Regions from separate parts of the Mus musculus genome. Here all the other regions are linked to region 2. Evidence: chromatin contacts called from public promoter capture Hi-C data. All regions are on one chromosome and are shown on one strand. Each heading gives the region's core, a stretch centred on a gene start, on an enhancer-like site or on the middle of the called end of the contact. The rest is flanking DNA. Distances are from core to core; before and after follow the strand shown. Region 1 holds the start of Mipol1 (mirror-image polydactyly 1). Region 2 holds the start of Strn3 (striatin, calmodulin binding protein 3). Region 3 holds the start of Pnpla8 (patatin-like phospholipase domain containing 8).

Region 1 (3,937 bases), core at 658-3,157, 5.5 Mb before region 2:
AAATTAAATTTCAAGACATAATTATACTTCATGAAAATGCAATAAATTGTACACAGGACTTAAGCATGGTTTTGTATGTTTATTAAGCTTTCAAACTTATCACACAAAGATTTTTATTTTATACTGTCTTTGAAGAATAATGTACATGTCCTATTCATATTTGTTTTGCCATTATTACTTTTATCTAGTGAAATAATTCATATTATCTCACTTTTACAAACTTTGCCTCCATTAAATAAATATATTGCTTGGGCTGTAGAGATGGCTCAGTGGTTAAACGCACTGACTCTTCCAGAAGTCCTGAGTTCAATTCCTAACAACTACATGGTAGCTCACAACCATTTGTAATAGGATCTGATGCCCTCTTATGGTGTGTCTAAAGAGAGCAACAGTTTATTCACATACATAAATCTTTAAAGTATATACATATATATATTGCTATATTATTTTCATAGGATTGGATCTAGGTTGGTTTCTTTCAATTTGACAAGACTACCATGACCAAAAACAAACATAGTGGAGGGTCAGCATCCATCGCCATCCAGGGCAACAAGGCAAAGAGCTCAAGGCTGGAACCTGGAAACAGGAACTGAAGCAGAGACCAGGGAGTAACCTTGCTTACTGGCTTGCTCTCCATAGCATGCTTGGTTTGCTTCCTTAACAACTGCGGTCCAACCTGCCTGGGGCTGAAAAAACCCAGTGATCTGGGCCCTCTCATATCAATCATTAATCAAGAAAATGTTCCCAATCTGATGGAGGCAATTCCTCCTTTAACTACCCTCCTCTCAAGTCACTCTAGTTTGAGGCACATTGAGGTACGGGATGATAGCCTATGTAATGATTATGTAACTAACTGTCCTTTGATGTGAGGTTCATTCCAGATGGCAATACGAAACTTTGCAAAGTGAGGTAACTCGTGAGACAGGTTAAAACTGTCCTTCTTTAGCTGTCTACCACCATCGGGAATTAACGGACATCAAAACGCTCAAGGAGCCCTTCCAAAGGCCTATTCTCTTAGAAACCTAGTCTATTCTTCTATCTTGTAGTGTCCAACTTCAAGTACTTCACCAATACCACTGGGTGGTGTCATCCTCCAGTTAGAAAAGCCAGCTCTTGGCCGGGCGATGGTGGCGCACACCTTTAATCCCAGCACTCGGGAGGCAGAGGCAGGCGGATTTCTGAGTTCGAGGCCAGCCTGGTCTACAAAGTGAGCTCCAGGACAGCCAGGGCTATACAAAGAAACCCTGTCTCGAAAAAAAAACCAAAAAGAAAAAGAAAAAAAAGAAAAGCCAAATCTTGAATGTAGTGAAGGCAGAGTTTGCAGCTGCATCTTACTAATGTAGGCGCCGGGCATACTGAACTACACTGGGGTTTTTGCTCGCACTTTGAAGGGTGAGAACTGTGAATCGCTCAAGTGTCCCGCAAAAGCACAGAGTGGATCCGCGGTCCCGCCAGGACTGAAACCCTAACTCGTCAAAGCTTAGAGGAAAAACAGCCCACACTTCCGAGTCATTGTTCGTCCCTTCTTAACTTTTGAAAGACTATGACGCCATGAGGCCGAAACCTGGAGAAGGAGCGGTGTTGTCACCTGAGGACGCCGCGACGCGGGCCACGCAGCGCTCCTGCACCTCCAGGGGCCGCGGCCGGAAGTCCCGGGCGGGCTGCAGGCCACCCTGAGGTTCTCCCCCCTCCCCCAGCCGCTCCCGGTCCACGCCGTTACCTGAGGAGCCGCGGGATCCTTAAGCGCCCACTCCGCTCGCGTAGTTGCCCGGTCCTGTGGCGCCGCCACCGAGGCAGCCAATCGTCGCGCGAAACGCTGCGCGTGCCCCTGAGTAACCAAAAAGAGCAGAGCGGGCGAGAGGAAGCGCGCGAGAGCACGCGGGGACGAGGCTGCGCGCAGCGAGCATGCGCGAGTCCGCTGGCTGCCGCGGGGCGGGGCGGGACGGGGCGGGGCTTCCGGCGAGCTGGAGGGCTCAAGGATGGTTCCGGGCTGCTGGAAAGGAAGGCGACCTCGAGGTCGCGTTCTGTGGGAGGAGCTGACAACCAGTGCGCGCTAACTGGGGAAATGTGTGGTTCTCGGGCTCATCCCATGGAGTATCTTCACTGGGCAGTGGTTTCCTTCTGTGCGCAGTGCTTTGCGGGGACAGAAGGAAAGGTCCTGCGAAGTGAGCCAGAGTGAGACTTAGACATCGGCCAATGGTTTCAGAAAAGCTTTAAGGCTGGTGACATTTTGACTTCAGGACTAGAAAGGGTGTACTCAGAATGTTCAATCGCAGAACTTAAAAGAAAGGGCTGAACGCCAGGGATATTTTTAAAGCGAAGTATAGGAGTAATGTGGAATTCTATTAGATGATATAGCTGATAATATTCGAATATTTTTCTCCTTTTAAAGAAAGAGAAGTAGTGTCCCTATGCTGCCCTATCTAATCTAGAACTCCTGCACCCCACCCTAGCCACTGATGCTCTGGTAATTTAGTGTTGAGCTATTGAAGTCACTCTAACTTATCTATTTATTGAGGGCATACTACATGCCAAGTAGTCTTCTGGATGCTGGGGTAACAGTAATAATAGTAATTTTTTACACCCACAGCAGAAAATTATATTTATTTTCTGAATTAATAGACAAAGTTCGTGAAAGACTTTATTTTGGCTTATAGCAATACGAGATCCGTGTCCACCATGCTAATAAAGGCAGGATGGCAAAGTGGCTAGCCATCCAGTCAAAAAACAAGAGAATAGAAAATGGAGCTGGGCTCTATAACCAAAAAGCAGTGACCCATTTCCTCTAGCAAAGGTTCACCTTTCAGAAGTGCCACATACTCCACAAAGTAGGTGACAGGAGGAATGAAGCATGGAAAAAAAGGATGAGATGACCAGATGGAAATTATTTGGAATAAATAGAGCATAATACTAAAAAGAAAAAGTTTCATTATTTATGTAACTAATGACTAGTACTAGTGACTTGTGACAGATTCAGGCTTTAAATGCATTTTTAAATTTTATTTATTACTTTACATTAGTCGGAGTTGAATCATATTTTTATGTAAACAAACCACCACTAAAAAAATATGATTATGGTGGTACACATCTGTAATTCTGAACCTTTGAAGAGTGAACGTGAATTCCAGGACAGCCTGGGATACATAGCAAAAGTTTCCAAAAAAGAGGCCACACTAACTTCTAAACAATGAGCCCTAGCAGGGCAGTGGTGGCACACACCTTTAATCCAGCACTTGGGAGGCAGAGGCAGGCGGATTTCTGGGCTCAAGGCCAGCCTGGTCTACAAAGTGAGTTCCAGGACAGCCAGGGCTACAGAGAAACTGTCTCAAAAAAACAAAAAAGAAAAAAATGAGCCCCCATAAAATGAAAAATTGTGTACTTTCAGTATACAGTAGTGTTCCAGAGATTAAGATAGCAAGGGAAGATCAAGTAAGAAAAACACTGAAATTCAGCACAGCAGACATAAAATCTTGAAGCTCCATATTCAACAGCTGGAATTCTTTGGACTCCAATAAGCTTGCACAACCCTGTGGGCACTAGCTCTCTTGCCTATAAGTCATGTAGCCTTCCATCCACACCTGCACCTCAGTGGATGTCCCACAGTTGTAGTATCTCCAACATCACCTCCCAAGCGTCATACAAGAGCCTCTCTGGACCTCTTCAGGTGTGAAGGGATTTGTGCAGGCCTGTGCTATAACGTTCCAGAAAGCTGAGGAGACCAGCATCTTTCATGTGGCATCTTTCATGCCTGATAATCAGTGCCACTCAGACAAAGCTGCCAAGTTCTTGGCCATTTTGGAATAGAGGTGCAGTGGCCACTGTGTACTTTTAAGGCTGATCTGAGAAAACATTGTAATGGGTGCTTGTTTTATGCAGAGAGTGGTATTCTCAGTTCACCCTCTCTCCATTCAGATGAATTTGCAAATTCTCAAGTTGG
Region 2 (3,743 bases), core at 748-3,247:
CATGTGGGCTTCAGATCCCTAAAAGCTTCCTTGTGTTCATAAAATAGGTACCCAGGATGTAAGTTTTTCTGAGCTTTTTATGTGTTCTTTCTTAAGGAATGGGACTGCTTGAGCCAGCTGTATGCTGATTGTCAATAACTCTTAGATAACAGTACTATTTCTTCATATAAAAAAAAAGATGTATTTACTTATGTGAGTACACTGTTGCTCTCTCAGACACACCAGAAGAGAGCACTGTATCCCATTTCAGATGGCTGTGAGTCACTGTGGTCGCTGGGAACTGAACTCAGGACGCCTAGGAGAGCAGTCAGTGCTCTTAACTGCTGAGCCATCTCTCCAGCCTCATTTCTTCATTTACTAAAGACTACATTTCATAAATATGGTAATAAGTGTAACAGATCGAATTAGTTCTTTATAACACAGCAGACATGACAAAATAAAATGTATTTCTTTTTCTCTCTGAAGTTATATGAAGTCACTTATATGCTCCAATGTGAAAATTTGAATAGGCTTTCAGAGTGAAAATAAAAGTTTAAAAACATAACCAATTTTATATACTATTTCTTGTATAGCTGTAAGTACTGTGTATTTTTCTTTTCATTTGCTGTTACATAGGTTATTAGGTTTTTTGTTTTTTTTTTCCTTCTTCTTCTTTCCTTTTTTGGCTTTTCCAGACAGGGTTTCTCTGTTGTCCTGGCTGTCTGGGAACTCTGCAGACCAAGCTGGTCTGAAACGAAACCCAGAGATCAGGTTGTCTACCTCTGCCTCCCGAGTGCTGGGATTAAAGACATGGTTCACCAAGCCCGGTAGCCAGGCTGTTACCTCAACTTACAGAAAGCCGGGCGTGGTGGCACGCCTCTCATCCCAGCACTCGGGTGGCAGAGGCAGGCGGATTTCTGAGTTCGAGGCCAGCCTGGTCTACAAAGTGAGTTCCAGTTCAGCCAGGGCTATACAGAGAAACCCTGTCTCGAAAAAACCAAAAAAAGAACTTACAGAAAAATGCACACTATAGCACCTAAAAACTGACCCTTTGTGTATGTAGTATTTCATTCTAAAACCATTTAATGATGAAGAAAGATATCGTTGTGTTGATTTAGTTCATCTTAAGTTCTATTTACAATACTTTCATTTTGTTTCGATCAAAATTTCTGCCACTAATGACAATATCTGCGTTCATTGACTTCTAAACATCAGTCTCTTTGAAAGTTATCGTTTGCCATCCAACCCACTATTCTCAAGAATTCAAGATATCACAACTTCTTCAGGAAAAAAAAAAAAAAAAAAAAAAAAAAAAAAAAAAAAGCAATAGCTCAAACACAGAGAATCTCAGAATAATAAAGACTTAAGAAGTTACAACGGGCGGCCAGGAGCACCGAAGTGGGACCAAAGAAGCAGGTTGCGACGAAGCCCAGGAGCCAGTGAGAAAGTCCGGAAGAATCTGGGCTATTTGCCAAACGTAGACGTCTCCAGAATCCTGCAGACTGACTGGTGCCACGAAACCAGAGGTCAAGTGAGTGACAGGCAGAAAAGAGGCCCGACCCTCTGGGACTGAGCAAAACACGCCAGGAATTCTAGAGAAACGTCAGGAATTCCAGGGCAGTACGGAGGACGCCTTGCACGCAGCTCCAGAGCCCAGGCCCTCAGCTGAGACCCACGCTGCCCCTAAGGATACGTGCGTGAGGAAAACGACCCGGAAGCCCGACGCCCACGCGCTTCCCCAAAGTCAAGGCAGCATCCAGATTCCACAGGCGTAGAAAAGCTGGGGCCCGGCGCCCGAGTTGGGGCGGGGCCCAGGCCTTTCCCCGCCTCCCGAAGAGCGGTCCATCCTCAGTGCGCCTGCGTGGGGTGAGGCCGGACTCTTTTTGGCTCTCCGGAGTGCGGCTTGCAGCGGCGTTCTCTACCCAGCGTGCCGTGCGCGAGCGGCGGCCCTCCGTCCCTCCTCCTCCTCCTCCGTCCCTCCTCCTCCTCCCGCCGCGGCCCCCCTCTCCCCCAAAGTGAGTGAGTGAGACGGGCAGATGGAGGAGGTACCGTAATGGCGGCGGCCGGCAGCTCCCTGCTCTGATCCGCGGCAAGCACACGGCAACGACCCCCTCCCCGGCCGTCTCCCGGCCGGCCCCCCGCCCTGCGGTCGGCGCGGGGCCACCGTCCCGGCCCTCCCCGCAGCTGTCGGCGTCTGGCACTGCGCCCCGGCCGGGGCCCCACACACAATGGACGAGCTGGCCGGAGGCGGCGGCGGCGGCCAGGGGATGGCAGCCCCTCCCCGGCCGCAGCAGGGACCCGGGGGGAACCTGAGCCTGCCGCCGGGAGCGAACGGAGCGCCGGGCGGCGGGGGTCCTCCGGCCGCCGAGGCGGCGGGGCCCCCGGCAGGCCCGGAGCTGTCCCGGCCGCAACAGTACACGATCCCGGGGATCCTACACTACATCCAGCACGAGTGGGCTCGCTTCGAGATGGAGCGGGCGCACTGGGAGGTGGAGCGGGCCGAGCTGCAGGTACGTCACCCGTCACCCCTCTCGACTGCGAGCTGGGGCCGGGGCCACGGGCCGCGGGGGTGGGGCCGGGGCTGAGGCCCGTGCCCTCAAGGGCGGAGGGGACCTACCTGAGCCGCTCCGGCCGGCGAGCGGTGACGGCGCGCCCGGCTCCCTCCTCACGGGCGGCGCGCTGCGGGCATCCTTGGGGCAGCCATTTTGGCTTTTAGCATGGCGTCCGCAGGGCTCCTCCGGAGCCACCTCTCCTGGGCCTCCGGGGTTTGGGCCCAGCGCCTCTGGGCGAGAGTCTGGCGTGGGCCCGCTAGGCACTGAGTTTGCGCTTGTGGGTCCCCTTGAGGGTGAGGCCACGCGGAGAGGGCCTGGGATGAGCGTCTTTGCCTCCTGGCTCCTGCACCCCCTTCCGATGTGGCGTCCTGCCCCCTCCCCCGCGCCTCGGTACGCACTTGCCCCTTGACAGCCACGCCGCTTCGGGCTACCGCCGCGCACAATGGCTCGCGGCCGGCCGGACAAGTTTGCCTTCCCATCCTCAACTCCTTTAAGTACCTGCGATGCCGCTCTACTCACTTGGATTTCCTTTAGCGCTTACTGATTCATCAACACTTTAACTGAATATTTCTCTCTTGAGTCGGCTTCTCTAGAGTTCCCTACTATATTCATGTTTTTACTGATGCAAAGCAAAGCTGGGCTGTCAGTACAGTATTTAGGAAATGTCTGCGGAAAGAATTGGTCTTAATTTGAAGTAGACCGTACTTATCGCTTAGTACAAGCTAAAACGGAGTTAAATGTCCACTTAATGTGATCCTCTGACAGACTTGGGTTATCCTAACTTTTGGAAGGTGACAGTTGCGGGTTCATGCCTTGAATTTTTAAAATTGCTGCATCTGTTTGAAAGGATTATTCAAGCTGGAGGATGACTGCGTTTAGTTTTAAGTTCCTTTCCAGGGTTTAATTTAAGCTTAGAAGAAAAAAAGCGTGTATCTAATTAAGCGTTGCACCTGTTTTTCAGACTTATAAATTTCGACATAAGCAATATTGTTCGTTATTATACACACACACACACAATAACTTTGGTGAGAAATAATGTTGAAACAACAGCGTGATTAATGAATGTAGAAAAGGTATCCTCAAATAAATATGAGTCTTCAGTTTGGTGTCGAATAGTAAACTTTTTAATTACATTGATTAATTTATTTCTGACCTGATTATTTACAAACTATAAACAATTTTATTCAAAAATTAAAAATACCCAGGTGTAGA
Region 3 (3,602 bases), core at 166-2,665, 7.4 Mb after region 2:
AAGCACTCAAGCAAACCAGGAAGCACTGAAGGAAAGGATCCTCTTAAAAGCAAAGGATAGTAAACCGAATAAAATACAAGCGATTGGGAGTGAGTTGGAACTGGAGGTGAAACAAGAGTCTAGCTCTGACCTTTGCACAAACGTTATGTGCCCCAAATAAAGTAACAAATCCCATCTTTACTGGCTGAAAAAAACAACTTCAAGTACAGACTGTTCTTGTATCAATTCTGCATGGGAAAGTATGGATGTATTAATATAGACTAGTGCAGCTGACCTTTTCACTAATCTGACATCATTATGAAGAGGGCCACTGTTACCAAGATTTTAAAATTAGATGGAGAAATACAAAACAAGATAGAGAATAGAACAATTAGCAAAAACTATGAAGCGAGGTCTTTATATTGGAGATTCATCTAATATGCATACCGAATTTCACAAAATAGCTATATGGAATTTGGTACAACTGACTGCTTCACTAAAACATAAGCTTTTCAATTCACTCTTATGTACTTTTATAATAATCCTCACTTTTTAAAAACATTCTTCCCATTTCCTTGTGGTAATGAACCGCCTTGAGAACCTGAAATATATTTTTGACAATCAGGAATTCGGTCCATAATACAACTTGGAAATGAAAATGGTAATTTTAAATGCATTCTAGGATAGCCGCTTATGTCACATCTATCTCCTAAGATATTCCTTGAAGGTCACTTTTCTTTAAAGTTATTGCTGTAATGGGCGTGAAAACTGGTCGTACCACCCCCCGCCCCGCCCCCAGCATCATGACAGAAATGACAGTGACAAGAGGCTCTGCAACCTGCTGACTCATACAGTTTTTTTCATCTTTTAAAAGGGACGCGCATCTGGTTCTGCTTAAGCAACAGCGCACTGGGATAGGACGGGAAGAAAAAGCAAATCGCTGAGAAGTAAAAATATCCAGCCACCAAAACACAAAGCACACGCTGCCCAGTCAAGGTCGAGGTAGATCAGAGAAAACGTCGCGTCTCCAGTGATCTGCCAGAGAACAGCCCATTCAGGACCCGGCGTGCCACTGCAGAGAGGGGCTGGGCGGGACCACCGGCGGGGGCGGGGCGCAACCAACCAAAACACCCGGCGGCCACGCCCGCGGCATCGGGGCGTCGGGGCCAAGCGCCCGCCAGGACCCCGAGGCCTGCGTATCGGGCCTCCGAAACGCCCGCGGGAGAGCCCGGCGAAGCGCCCACGCCACGGAGGCCACCTGCCACCCCGCCGCCTTCCGGCCACTCACCGGGACGCAGGCAGTAGTCACGGGCGCCGCGGCCGCCACTCGCCTCCCGCCAGCTCTGAGGTCCGCATCGGCCCGCCCGGCCTGCTCGCAGCTGCGGCGCCCGGACCCCAAACACTGGCGTGACCAGCACCACCCACCGCTACGCCCCGCCCCCAGCGGAAGTGACGCAAGCTCTAGGGCCTGTTTTTCTGCCTTCTGCCCTCCTAAGCCTACGTAATAGGGCGTGGCTGTGGAGAGAGGGAGGGGCGGGGAGTTTGTTGGAGCTGAGTGCTTGGGAGAGGCACCGCTTCGGAAGGGGCAAGTGCTACTTTTATGATCTGTTGTGACGGTTAGGCGGAGATCAATGGCTTTTAATCTCAGCGCTGTCTCAGAGTAGAGTGCCTGGTTGCTTGCTTGCGGGTTACCAATAGTTCAGAAATAAGTTCAGCTGGGCTGAGCGTGCCAGAAGACTCTGCGCGCGCTGTGTTGCCTAGGTTCCAGGGAACCGCTTTAACCGCAGCCTGGATGTGAGCAGCCTGGCTGGACCCTGTGATCCTGCTGTGGTGATACCTCCTCTTTGTTTCTAGAACAGCTACGGGGTCTGTCAACTTAAAAGCTCTTTGTCATATACCATCTTGTGGGAGTTAGCGTGTACTACCCCTTTGATGGTCTTGTAATCAACACGTTGAAATTTTTGTATACCAGGGAGGCAAACTACAACCCGCCACAGGTCTAGTGCTATCTAGTTAACTAGACCATCAGATTAGGACCTCAGTGTTCACCTTCAAGAGTAGCAGAGGGCCAGCCCTTAAAATGAAAATGATTGTAAAGCCCTTTAGGAAGGGCATTACATGTGCTGCCAGATTCACTGACAGTTTTTAATTAAGGGGCTTTGGATTACAGAGGTTAAACATTACAAAGGTAAAAAATGTAGTAGGCCTATAAACTCGAGGCGAGAGCAGGCTACATGAGGAGACCTTGACGTTTCTTTCCCCTAAAAATTAAAGAAAAAAAAGAAAAAAGAGTAAATGAGCATACTAGGCATTTGGTTAACACATGATATTGGGTTGTGTCTACCATACTGTCTGGTAAACCCTAGCAGTGTATTAGCTGTTAAATAGCCTCACAACAGCTCAAATATGTACTCCAAAAATTAAGAAAGGCTTGGAAATAACTTTAGCTCTTGATTTTTTTATTATTAATTTACTAATATTAAAATACCCTGACACTATTGAAATGGTAGAAGGTCAGAACTATTACCATAGTGAGCTGTCAGCTCCAGGTTCTGACACAACAAAGAGTAGAGTTTAGAACAGTAGGCAAAGGGGGTGGTCATTGGATGGAAGATTACTAAGAAATGACATCACGTCAAAGGTAACAGACATTCTTGCTGAAAAGAAGCAGATTCTTGGTGAGAGAAGATGAGAATGACCAGATACCAAGAGTGGGGATTAATTTCATATCAACTTAGACGATTCCTCCTAACACTGGACTTAGATAGGTCCAAGGCAGAGGCCAAAAGATGACAGGTACTGTGAAAAGTCATAAAAGGAACCTAACTAAATCTTGGTCAAGCAGTCAGTAACTCACCATGCCTTCTCCCTTTGTTTCTAATGTTTAATAATGTAATTCCTTAAGTTAGATAATATACCCAGATTTTCTTCCTATGTTAGAAATTTCCATGCAACTGTCAATTCCTCCTCTCCTTCCCTTGTCAGTAATTTTACCTCTAATCAGAAATAAAGCTTAATGGATCTTCCTTTACCATCTCTTACAATTTCTTCAGCTCTGTGCTCTCGCCCTCCTTTTTCCTTAGTGTAGAGCTTGCTGTATGTCAGTCTCACATAAACTGGTTCTACAGTTTGTAACTAACCTCTAACCCAGTCTCTTCTGCAGGGAAAGTTATCTTTCAGAATTGCAAAATGATCATGTGTTTTCCCAGAGCAGAAAGATTGGGCCAGGAGCACTTCTTCGGTAAACCACAGGGATGTGACAAGCTTTAACTGTGTGGCTTCTCACCCCTTGCCCAGTATTTTTTACCTTCCAGAAACACCATTATTTTACCATAAACATTGAGCCTTTTCATAATTAGTGCCTCTGTACATGCTCTTGGCTCAGATTTCCTCCTGTCCTAGCCTTCAGATTTGTACTTAAACCAAGAAACTCTTCCTGCTCCCATAGAGCAAACCATTTATTGTACTTAAACTTGCTTCACCTCTAGCCCTCACTGCTCGGGGTTGTGATTTATTCATTTGTATCCTGGCATTTTCCCTACAGGCCAGAAGTATAATGCTGTATTTGTGTTTCTGTTTTCTTATCTGACATATTACCTGTCCAATCATTGACACTACAATTC

The links. Promoter capture Hi-C pulls out the DNA fragments that hold promoters and counts their contacts.
Region 1: a contact with region 2 is called in a promoter capture Hi-C map of pre-B cells, with 4 times the contacts expected there. The contact joins the promoter of Mipol1 here to the promoter of Strn3 in region 2. A contact is called at or near these places in 1 of 39 promoter capture datasets (pre-B cells) and 1 of 484 Hi-C or Micro-C datasets (CD4 T cells).
Region 3: a promoter capture Hi-C map of pre-B cells shows a contact between it and region 2, with 3 times the contacts expected there. The contact joins the promoter of Pnpla8 here to the promoter of Strn3 in region 2. A contact is called at or near these places in 3 of 39 promoter capture datasets (cranial neural crest, liver and pre-B cells).

Annotation. Positions count from the first base shown.
Region 1 is chr12:57,228,395-57,232,331 of GRCm38.p6, reverse strand. Mipol1 (mirror-image polydactyly 1) reads right to left here and starts at 1,907. Exons shown (of 10, transcript NM_001164370.1): 1 at 1,721-1,907. It overlaps Prps1l3 (phosphoribosyl pyrophosphate synthetase 1-like 3), which reads right to left and starts at 1,920. Exons shown (of 2, transcript NM_001037746.3): 1 at 1,721-1,920.
Region 2 is chr12:51,690,168-51,693,910 of GRCm38.p6, reverse strand. Strn3 (striatin, calmodulin binding protein 3) reads left to right here and starts at 1,997. Exons shown (of 18, transcript NM_052973.2): 1 at 1,997-2,489. The coding sequence starts at 2,208. It overlaps Ap4s1 (adaptor-related protein complex AP-4, sigma 1), which reads right to left and starts at 2,945. Exons shown (of 6, transcript NM_021710.4): 1 at 2,597-2,945.
Region 3 is chr12:44,266,967-44,270,568 of GRCm38.p6, reverse strand. Pnpla8 (patatin-like phospholipase domain containing 8) reads right to left here and starts at 1,415. Exons shown (of 10, transcript NM_026164.2): 1 at 1,268-1,415.